Linked DNA regions of Capra hircus: region 1 is linked to region 2. The links are chromatin contacts, called in public Hi-C maps. All regions are on one chromosome and are shown on one strand. The core of a region is the stretch at or near the end of the contact, and the rest is flanking DNA. Distances in the headings are between cores, read along the strand shown.

What was found. A called contact is a pair of places that touch in the nucleus more often than the background predicts.
Region 1: a Hi-C map of blood shows a contact between it and region 2, with 4 times the contacts expected there. The contact joins the promoter of VEGFA here to the enhancer-like site in region 2. A contact is called at or near these places in 2 of 5 Hi-C or Micro-C datasets (both in blood).

The regions. Positions count from the first base shown.
Region 1 is chr23:31,553,506-31,558,589 of ARS1.2, forward strand. VEGFA (vascular endothelial growth factor A) reads right to left here and starts at 2,676. Exons shown (of 7, transcript NM_001287035.1): 1 at 2,575-2,676. The coding sequence starts at 2,640.
Region 2 is chr23:31,236,756-31,242,103 of ARS1.2, forward strand. No RefSeq gene overlaps it. Among named protein-coding and RNA genes, the nearest start is that of TMEM63B, 46 kb to the left of the region's middle. Within about 2 kb of position 2,011, at least 4 of the 5 cell types and tissues checked have an H3K27ac peak or open chromatin away from gene starts, as enhancers often do.

The sequences.
Region 1 (5,084 bases), core at 1,426-3,925, 320 kb after region 2:
CAGGAGGACAAATGTGGACTGGGGCAGGAAGGAAGGACTAGGGGTGAGAAAAGCAACATGGTGACCTTCCCCTGCTGACATGACAAATACCAGGGTGAGCTGGTGCTGGGGCCAGGGGTGGTGCGGAGGGCCGCAGGGCGCCAAGCACCCTCCCCCCCTCAAACACTTCTGTTCTCAGGAATACGTAGTAAAGCCACAGGTTGCCTAAAGAGTAAAACCTGGGAGGAAACCCTGGGGGAAACCTGGGGGAGGGGAGGGCCCCGTTTTTCCCTAAGAACCAGTCTCCCCAGAACCTGAATGTATCTCCAAAGCCCCGAGGCTCACACTCCCATCTCATTCTCTGGCTTCTTCTCCGTCCCAGACTGAGGGGGTCCCCAAAGTCCCTCTCACCTGCTGGGCACCTTCCTCCAAAGGCAACCAGGGAAGCTTTTAATGCCTTAGCACTGCCCAACCCCTAGGGGGCCCCCTACACTCCCTAAGCCTGAGGCTTCTGGTTGCTCCCCACCCCCACCAGATCATTCCTCCCCTCCCCAGAAGCTGTGAAGGTCAACTAGCCCGACCATGCGGACCTGACAGCACCCGGCAGGCGAAGGCTTCTCCCAGCCCTTCCAGAGAGTCTCCAGTCGTGGCCACCTGCCCACCCCACCTGCCCCTCTTTGGGGCAGATCCAGAGCAGCAGAGCGGCACTCTAGCGCACAGAACTGCAGACTCTGCAGAGAGAGAGTCTGTCTGCCTGTCTCTCTACCCACACCCTGCTGCAATACACCCCAGACCCCCAGCCTTGCCTCCAGGGCCAAGGTCAGATAACAGTTTCCAGGATCCCAGATGGACAGCCTGCCACTGCAGCTCCCTCAGGGACCTCCATGCCCAGGGGTCTCTGCCTGAGCCCCTTACCCATCTCCATGGCACCACTGTTACTCTCTGCCAACATTCCTCCTATGCCCTCCACTGCTCCTGGGCCCCAAAGAGCAAAGGGGTCAGAAATTTCATACCCCCTCCAAGGCCAGGGGGCACTGGGAGGGGCAGTTCTGGGCGGGGAGGGGCCAGGTGCCCTTCTCTGGGGGCCTCTGAAGGTCACACTGTGGCCAGGCAGCCTCTCCTCCCCCTCCCCCCCCCTCCCTTGGAGGCCTGGAGCCAAGGCCTTTGTGCCAGGGTCTGAGGAACTCCTGGTGGCAGCAGGGACCCCAGCCCGTTTCCTTCCTTCTGCCTCTCCAAGGGCGCTCTGAGCAGAAAAGGACCCCTCAGGTGGTTTGGGAAAGCAAGCTGGGTGGGCAAGTTTAGAGTTCCCAAAAACCACCTGCTCCTACTCCAACGCCCATTTCACCAGAACAAAGTGTGTTTGCAAGGCTGGCAGGAGCTCCCTCCAAAGGTTCGGGGAGGGCTAGTCCCACACTGCCCATGTCACAGCAAATTTCAAATCATTTTCCCAAAAAGTGCAAAGTGGAATAAGGACACCCTTTAAACCCTCCCTGCGGTCGCCCCCCAAAAAGCTAAAGCACAGCTCACTCGGAAGTATGGGGGAGGGGAGGGAAGCAGACTGTCACCGAGTCGGGACTTTCGGTAGAGTCTCGACAAAGCCCCGGGCTGGGCCGGGTAGCCCGACTCCTGACAGTGATCTTTCTTTCCTCGGAGTCTGGGGCTGAAGAGAGGTTATGTGGGTCTTCTCAGCAAAAGGAAGTTAAAAATAAAGGGGTGGCGGGGGCTTCTATTCGAGCAGGGGAGGAAACTGGGAAGGGGGCGTGAGGAAATGCCTCCTAGGAGGGGTTTAAGGGCTGGGGACAGCGGGAAGGCACAGGGGTGGTTCTCCGGGTCCTCGGCGTGGGGCTACCTCGAGAGGTCACCTTCCCGCGGAGGGCCGGCGGGGGGAGGGGCGCGGCTCGCCGCCGCGGGTTCCCCGCTCGGGCCGCCGCGGCTCCGGGAACACGCGGCCGGCCAGGCCCGGGCTGATGTAATCGGCTCCGCGCCGCGCGCGCCCGGCCGGGCGGGGGAGGGCGGGCACCGAGCGGGACGCGAGCTGGGACGGGGGGGTTGGTGCGGCGCAGGTGGCCCGGCGGAGAGGGGGGTCCCAAGCAGCAATCCACCCCAAAACTTTTCCCCAACTCGCGGCGAGGGCCGCAGAGATCGAGCGGCAGTGACAGCAAGCCCCATCTCTCGCCTGCCCCCTGCCCCCTCCACGCTCTCTGCCCTCCCCGGGTCCAAGGTCCGAGCACCCCCATCCCTGCCCGCCAGGGCTCCAGCTCCCGCCCCAGCTGCCCAGACTTCCAGTTCGTCGGGAACCAGCGGCCGGGAGCAAACTTCAGCCGCCGGCGGCAGCGCAAGCCCAGCCCCCTCAGCCGCCTCCTCCGGCTCCCGCCCTCCGCTGGTCGGCCCAGATCGTACGTGCGGTGACTCCGGTGGGTGGGCAGGGCCCGCGTGGGCGGTGAGACTCTATCCCGGTGCCCTCCCACCTAGCGCGCGCCCCCTCCCCCTACACCTACGAAGATAGAGGGGAAGCCGCGAGCCCGGTGCCCAAGGACCCGCGTGGGGCACGGAGTCCCCCACGCGCGCGCTCTCACGCACGTCCCCAGCCCTTACCTTGGCATGGTGAAGGTAGAGCAGCAAGGCAAGGCTCCAATGCACCCAAGAGAGCAAAAAGTTCATGGTTTCGGAGGCCCGGCCGGGGCCGGCGCGGCTCGCGCTCCCTCTCCGGCTCGGGCTGCGGGGCGGCCCGCTCTCCTCGGCGCCCAGGCGGGCTCCTCTTCCTCCCGGAGCCGAGGCCCGGGCCAGGGCCTGGGGCGCGCGCGCGGCTGGAGCACTGTCTGTGCACACAGCCGCCTCACCCGTCCATGAGCCCGGCTTCCGAGAGCCGAGTCGCCACCGCGGCCCCTTCTCCTCTTCCTTCTCTTCTTCCTCCTCCCCCTCCTCCGACTGCGGCTCCTCCCGGCCCGAGCGAGCACTTCTCCCGGTGACGCTCGGCTCGGCTGCCCCGGCACGGACCACGGCTCCTCCGGAACGAGAACAGCCCAGAAGTTGGACGAAAAGTTTCAGGGCAACGTCGCGAGCCCCGACCCCCTCCACCCCGCCTCCGGGCGCGGGCTCCGGCTCCTGCCCGCGGCTCGCCGCCGCGTCCACCGTCGGCCGCCGGCCGGGGAGGAGGTGGGCGCTGGGGCAGGGGGCGGTGTCTGTCTGTCTGTCCGTCAGCGCTGCTGGTCCGACGCGGGATCCCGAGGGGGAGGGCTCACGCTGCGCTCTGGCGGTCACCCCCAAAAAACAGGTCACTCACTTTGCCCCTGTCCCTCTCGTGTCTCGCTCGTCAGCGCGCGCTCTCTGACCCGGTCTCTCTCTCTTCCTTCACTTCTCTTTGGAGCTCTTGCTACCCTCTTTCTTCTCTGCTCGTTTCCAGAATCCGAAGTGATTTTGGGGGGGAGTAAAAGAGCAATCTCCCCAAACGGTCGGCCCGATTTAGTGGGGAATGGGAAGCAAAAATAAATTAAAACGGAAAAGAATACGGTTAAAAAAAAATGTTTCAGAAAAAAAGGAGGAGGGTAAACCCTGGATAAATGAATATCAAATTCCAGTGCGGAGACCCCTGGCCGGTGACCCCGCCGGTCCGTCCGCCTCTTCGATGCGTCTCCCGACCGAGCGCCGCTGCCGCCGGCTCCACTCGCCCCCCAACGCCGCAGCCTCGTCGCAGCCCGGCTGCCCCAAGCCTCTGCGCTCCTCACCGCTACGAGCCGACTAAAAAGAAGGCAGGCCCCGCCCCCTGGGCGTGTCGGGGCGGGGCCAGACCCAGCCTCAGCTCCTGGGTCCGTCCCCTCTGCGCCTCTGGCTACTACCTTCCCCTGGGGACACCGACCGAAGCCCGGGCCCCCACCCACCCCAGCAAAGGGAGTGCTCGATCCCCACCAAGGCGCACAGCCTGAACATTACCTATCGGCCCCCTCTGCCAGGAGACACACACGCCCGCGCGGTATTTGCGGGGCGGGTACAGGAAAGTGAGGTTATGTGCGGTCAGGGCTCCAGAGCTATTCCCTTCTCTATGCTGGGAATATTGGAGGGGGCAGGGGTTTGAGGGAGTCGGACAGGGACGGGTGGAAAGAGAGACACACAGATCCGTTGGAATCCTGGGGTGACCCCTGCCTTCTCCACCCCTCGCCAAACACTCTCAACTACCCGCCCCCCCCAACACACATAGTCACAGGCGTCCTCACTCACGCAGACGCTGCATCCCAAGTTCACCCAGCTTCCCTGTGGTGGCTGAGCGCCCCCTAGTGACTATCGGATGCACACCCCATCTCAAGTTCAAGAGGCCTTAAGAAGAGGGTTGAGGGAGATTACCCCTGACACATCCCCCTCCACCCCCCGTTTCTGACCTCTCAAACAGTGGCACGTCTGGTCCCACGTGCACAAAGCCCAGTGCTGGGCACAGAGGGCATGATGTATCCATCCGGACTCTGTGCTCATCTCCCGGCCTCATCTGGCTGGCTGACATCAGAGTTAGCTGCAGCCAACAGGCTGGGGTGACTGGGGTCCTTTGGGAAGTGTTCAGGGAGGCTCCCCTGGGGGGAAGTATTTGGCACTATGTTTGTGGGGCTGAGAACAAGAAGCCATGTGGTTCTGGGGTTAGTCAATGGCCCAGAGAGAAGAGGACCTGTTGGAGCCCACGTATGCACTGTGGAGTCTGGCAGAGCCCAAAGGGAGAGGCAGCTGGGCAGACAGAGGCCCTTGTTTCTGCTTCTCCACCCCCCTCCCCCAGATGTTGCCAGGGAACTGAGGCCAGGGGGCTGGTGGGGGCGGTTGGAGGCCAGGGCTCGAGTGATGATTCAAACCTACTCACCAGCACTAAGGAACGTCTGTAGGCCAGCTGCCCGGAGCTCCCACCAGGCCGGAGGCCAAGGCTTCTATCAGTCCCAGTCCAGGCTCACAGCTCATCTTCTGAACAGAACTGGGGCATTCTCCTCAGCAGCCCCCAGACCTTCAGGAGTCATTGCCTACTTCTTGCAGCTAGCAGCCTCTCCTCCCTTTTCCCCAAGTCCCCTCTGTTTCTTCAAAGCTCACCTCTTCCCCAACTCCCATGTCTTCCCTAAGTGCCCCCCAAGACCCCC
Region 2 (5,348 bases), core at 761-3,260:
TAGGCCCCTAACCTGGCCGGGGTTGGGGCAATGATCTTGGGAGGGATGGATGTACAAGGAGAGGAGAAGAAAGGGATCGATTCCCATCCCAGAACCCGCTGCACCTCCCCAGTCCTCAGTTCCTATCTCCCTAACTTCAGCAGGCCTTGCCCACTACCCCAGGGCACCTGCTTTATTATTTTTTTTCTCCTGCAGGGCGACCCCAGTCTGCTATGGGCCTTGCTCTGACCTGGGCGAAGAGTGGATGTCCTGGGTGGGTGGGTTCGCTTTGGTCAGCTCTGGTCCGGAAAGAGACTCACCAGTTTGAGTCTGAGCCCTATTAGGCCACAGACTCTATCCCCTCCCCTCCCCCAAGCTTTCAGAGTAAATTAACCAATTACCTCTAATTAAAGCACCAGGCTTTCTGTTCCCTCCTGGGCCTCAGTCCCCACCCTGGGAGTCCTCTTACCCTGGCTGCTCAGGAAGGGAGCCTCGCCAATAAGGTGGAAGCCAATGAATCAGTGAGTAGAGCTGGGCGGGGTGTGGCGGGGAGGAAGTCACAAGTGCCATTGATTTCTGGGGAGTGGTCTGGGAATTGGGCCTTTGTGGGGCCTTGGAAGGCTGGGAGCCCTGGGCTGCCTTCCGAGGTCGGACCTGTGTAAAGTCCTGTGAGGATGCTGAGGCCTTGGGGGCGACCCTCCCTGGAGGACTGGCGGGGCAGTTCTAGAAGCTGCCAGTTCTGGGTGGCACCTGCTGCTCGCTTACCCACCACACCGGGAGAGACTCTGGATGCCTGGGGGGCGGCAGGGGGGTCCATCCTCTCTCTAACCCATCTCTTCCTGTGCAGTGAGAACCCCTTCGTGCCTCTCTTCCTGCCCTCCATGGCCCTGAGGCGCAGGCCCCAGTGGCTTCCACGGCCTGCACCGCCCTAGCACCTCCCTGGCCCCACGTGTGGGACGTGTTGGGGAGGATGCCCAGTGGCCAGAGGCAGGGTGATGGGCTGTTGACCCAGGTCTCACCTCTTGGCAAGCTGGCCTTCCTGAGACAGGCTGTGACTCAGGCCCGTACCCTACCTTGAGCCCTGCCATGCCAAGGACCTGGGTATGTGGGGTGGATCTGTCAGCTGTAGACTCCTCTCTTGGTTCACTTTCTCTGCCAGCCCTGAGGAGCCAGGTGGTGACTAGAAGGTTCGGGCCTTCCAGCTCTGGGCCTTCCAGCTCTGGCTGTTTCTCCCAGCCCACCACCCCAGGAGAGGCTGACGGTGAGGGTAGGCCCCCTTGCAGGGCACGGCAGTCATCAGACTCTGCAGGGGTGTGAGCCACCCAGGGCAGGGACAGGACTCTGCACACAGGCAGGGGTGCCCCTGGGGTGTCCTGAGCCATCTGCCAGCTTGGTTGCCCTTCCCTGCTCAACGAAAGCTGGCTCAAAACTCCCCACCTCCAGCAAGGTTTCAGCATGCCTCCCTTATTTGTGGCCAGCCCAGTCACTACTGTTCACTGGCTCCTGGTTTTCGTTTGTTTCTCTGACTTGTGTCCCCCTTCTCCAGACCCTCCGAGAGCGCCTCTGCACGACTCTTGTTCTTCCCTGCATTTCCCAGTGGCCAGCAGAGGGCGCCTCCTAAAAGACTGCCGGACCAAAAGGAGCGGATCCGCTTCCCCGGATCCAGGCACTGTAAAGCCCAGGCTCATGGGTCGGTTTGTGTAAACTGAAACTGACCCAGAACACCTTCCTTCCTGGCGATCTAGATTTAACTTGCCGGCAGAGGGCTAGAGATTAGACCACACGTTAAACCCAAGTGGCTGTCTCCGACGTGAAACCAGGTGGCCCCCTCAAAGGACAGAGAGGATAATGGAATTGCCCCCCCACCCCCACCCTGCCAGCAGCCCGAATGGGGAAGGGGGCACCGGAGGTCGCCGGCTTTCCTCCCTTGACCCTGGGAGGAGTTGGGAGGGGCTGCACAGAATAGCTGGTGTCCCACCCCGTGGGAGGGGCTGCTGTGCACGTCTGGGCCACATCTGGGTTCTTGGCAGCAAAGGGAGCTGGTCTGTTTGGGATCCTCCAGGGAAACACGATCCACCCCTTGGTGGCTTCTCACCATTACATTCCTGGGGAGCCCTTTACACACAGGTGTATGGGACACAGATCCGTAATGCGGGTGAATTCATGCCAGTCTAGGGGGGACCCTCCAGACACTAGCTCGTTTTGACATGGACTTAGTTAGGCTCCTGGGCAGCAGCCTGTTCTGGGCCACCAGACTTTTCCGCCATCCTATGTTCGCGTGTGAGATTCTGGGCTTCCCCTTCTGGAAATGCTGGGAACTAGACTCTAGCGTCCATCCTATCCCTTCTCCTTCCTCCAGGTGGGGGGTAAGAGAGAGGAGAGTGAGGTTATAGCACCTCTTAGGGACTCCAGCATCATGCAAAGCGGAGTGGGAAAGGGTCTGCTGTCGGGTCATTTCACACAAAAGCCTGGGAATGTGGTCAGGACGGGAAGAGGGGAGAGGGGACAGCAAAACTGGTTCTTTCTTGGGTTTGGGTCCTGGGTTTTGGGGAGGGGACAACACGGAGAAAACCCCTCTTGGTCGGCTGGGTTCCTGGACGTCTGAGCAGGAAACAGAGGGCTGGCCGGAATGGCCTTGAAGTAGGGAGCGACGGAGACCGGGGGGAGGGGAAGGGGGAAGGTAAGGAAGGCTGCGCCCACCCAGGGTCCCCCCGCCAGCCCCTCTCCCCAGCTTCCCCCCGCCCGGCCCGCCGCGGCCCCTCCTCCAGACCTGGGCACCGCCTCCCCCTCCCCTCCTCCTCCCCCTCCCACTCGGCGCTGCAGCTGCTGCCGACGGACCATTCTGCACGTAGCGAATGGAGGAGACGCACAAGGGAGGCCTCAAGTGCGCGCGCGCGGGAGCCGGCGCCGCGCGGGCGGGGGAGCGGCTGCGGGTACGCGTGCGCGTGCGGCGCCGGCCCCGAGCGCGCGCGCCGGGCTCCGGAGCAAGCCGCTCCTCTGCGCGCCCGGGTTGGGGATGCTCTGGGGTGGGGTTCCCGCGGCTCCGGGTCCTCCAATGCACTCTGTTTGCCTTCCAGCGAATCTCACCTCTACCCAGCCCCTTTTTCATCATGCACCCCAAAAGCACCGTCCTTCACGCGCAGTAGCGCTTCATGGTGACTGGGTGCTGAAATGAGTTGATGCTCTGGCCCTCCTCATCCTCTGGGTCACTGCTCTACAGTCCGCTGGGCCCTGGGCTGAGAGGCAAGAGAGGGCTGAAAACTCTGGTCCCTTGGGCACTCGATTCACAACCCTATAGACCCACGGGGCTTCCCTGGTGGCTCAGACCTGCAATGTGGGAGGCCTGGATTCGATCCCTGGGTGGGGAAGATCCCCTGGAGGAGGGCATGGCAAGCCACTCCAGTATTCTTGCCTGGAGAATCCCCATGGACAGAGGAGCCTGGTGGGCTACAGTCCATGGGGTTGCAATGAGGCCGACACGACTGGACCACTAAGCGCACATAGTCCCACCTGTGCCCGGGGAGAGCGCTCAGCCTCTTGGAGACTCTCACTCTGAGACCTCTCTGTACCTGAATCCAGGGCAGGCCCCATAAGGCTGGTAGAGACCCTAGACAAATGACTGTCAAGGAAACACAAATGAGCTCTTTGACCTTTATCTCTGCTGGGATGGGGAACTCCCAAGGGAGTGCCTGTCACCTCCTCCCCGTGTGTCCCCTGCACAACCCCCACTCCCTGGGGCATCCAGGACAGGACTGAGCTCTGTTCACACCACTGGCGAAGGTGTGGTGTGGTGAACACAGATGTCCTGGGATGGCCAGGAAGTGCAGAGAGGCCATGTCAGCCCAGGGCAGGCAGACATCTTGGAGGTGTCTTCTGAGTCTGCAGGGCACCCTCCCCACTTTCTGAGCCCCTGATCCTGGTGGGTCTGGAGGCTGCGCCTTCCTTCCCTAGATGGCCCAGGTTGGCACCTCATTCTACCCTCCGCACCACTCAGAGGCATGGGATAGGGCCTCTTCGGGCTGTGTGGGCCCTGGGCTGGGCAGGTGCAGGGCCTTGCAAAGAGGAACTTGAACTGCACTGGTCACCTGCTGGACCTCCTGTTGGGGGGGGGGTGAGTTGAAGGGCTGAAGGTGACTGAGAGTTCTTTGTCACATGATAACTTGTCCTTGCCCAAATTTGATCTCTCTAAGTCTAAATTTCCTGTCTAATGGGAACACAGCCTTATCTAATGGGGCTGTTGAGGTCTGCAATGTAGTCTGCATATAACATACCTCACGTGTTGGAGGCAGGTGCCCAGTAGAGCTAAATCTTTTTTTTTTTTAATTACTGTGTGCGGACTGGCTGAAAGGCTCGGGACATTTTCTTCAGCTGTGTTTCCAATGGGTAGAGTGAATTCAAATCCCAGAACTCCTTGGAATTTGGAGGTTGGGTTTTGTGAAAACTATAGAGAAACCAGTAATATGTCATACTTTTGTCATCATCCAAGAATGAACCGTTTCACATTAGTTTTCCAGACGTTAATATCCGAGACCTTAAAAAGAGATATTTTGGATGGATATTACACACTTTCCTGCCTTCTTAATCAGAGGTTAGAGAACATGTGAGTCCTTATGACTCACAGTTGTGGTTACAAGTAAGTGTCCATCATGGTCCTGGTTGTAACACAGTGAAAATCCAAGGTCTTGGACTCCACACTAAAGAGCCATTCCGTGATGTCTTTATTTTCATAGTTCTCGTGTCTTTTCATAGTTCTTCAGCACTTCATCAGCTCCCTATTAGCTGTCACTTCCACCACCATCACTGCCTCAGGTCGACCACCATCCCATCTCTTTTCTCAACTTGTTTCTATTCTGCTGTGGGCTGAGATATCAGAAAATCACATCTGTTAGAAGATGTGAAAAACAACAAATCTTCTGAACCTGACAAATTATATTAAAATTCGTCTGGAAAAATAAACATGCAAAAAGAGCTTGGAAAATCCTGGAGGAGAGGCATTATAAGGGGGCAAATAGAGCTACTGAAATGTTGTATAAGTCTCCAGTAATAAAACAGCTGGGTACTGGCACACAGAGCGTCACATCAAAGGAACAGAACAGAACCCAGACACACAATGTGAACAAATGGAAATTGAATATATGATAAAGTGACTTTTTAGATCAGAGGAGAAAAGATTCAATCAACTTGAACAACTGGCTAGCTGTTTAAGGGGGGAAAAAAAAACCCACCAAAAAACCAGTTCTCCACTTTATTCCTTATTCTGAAATCAGCCTCAGATGAATCAATTATTTAAATGTAAAAAGAAGACCATAAAATTACTAGAAGAAAACATCAACAAAAATTTCTAAGCGTATTGATATATTCTTAAACTG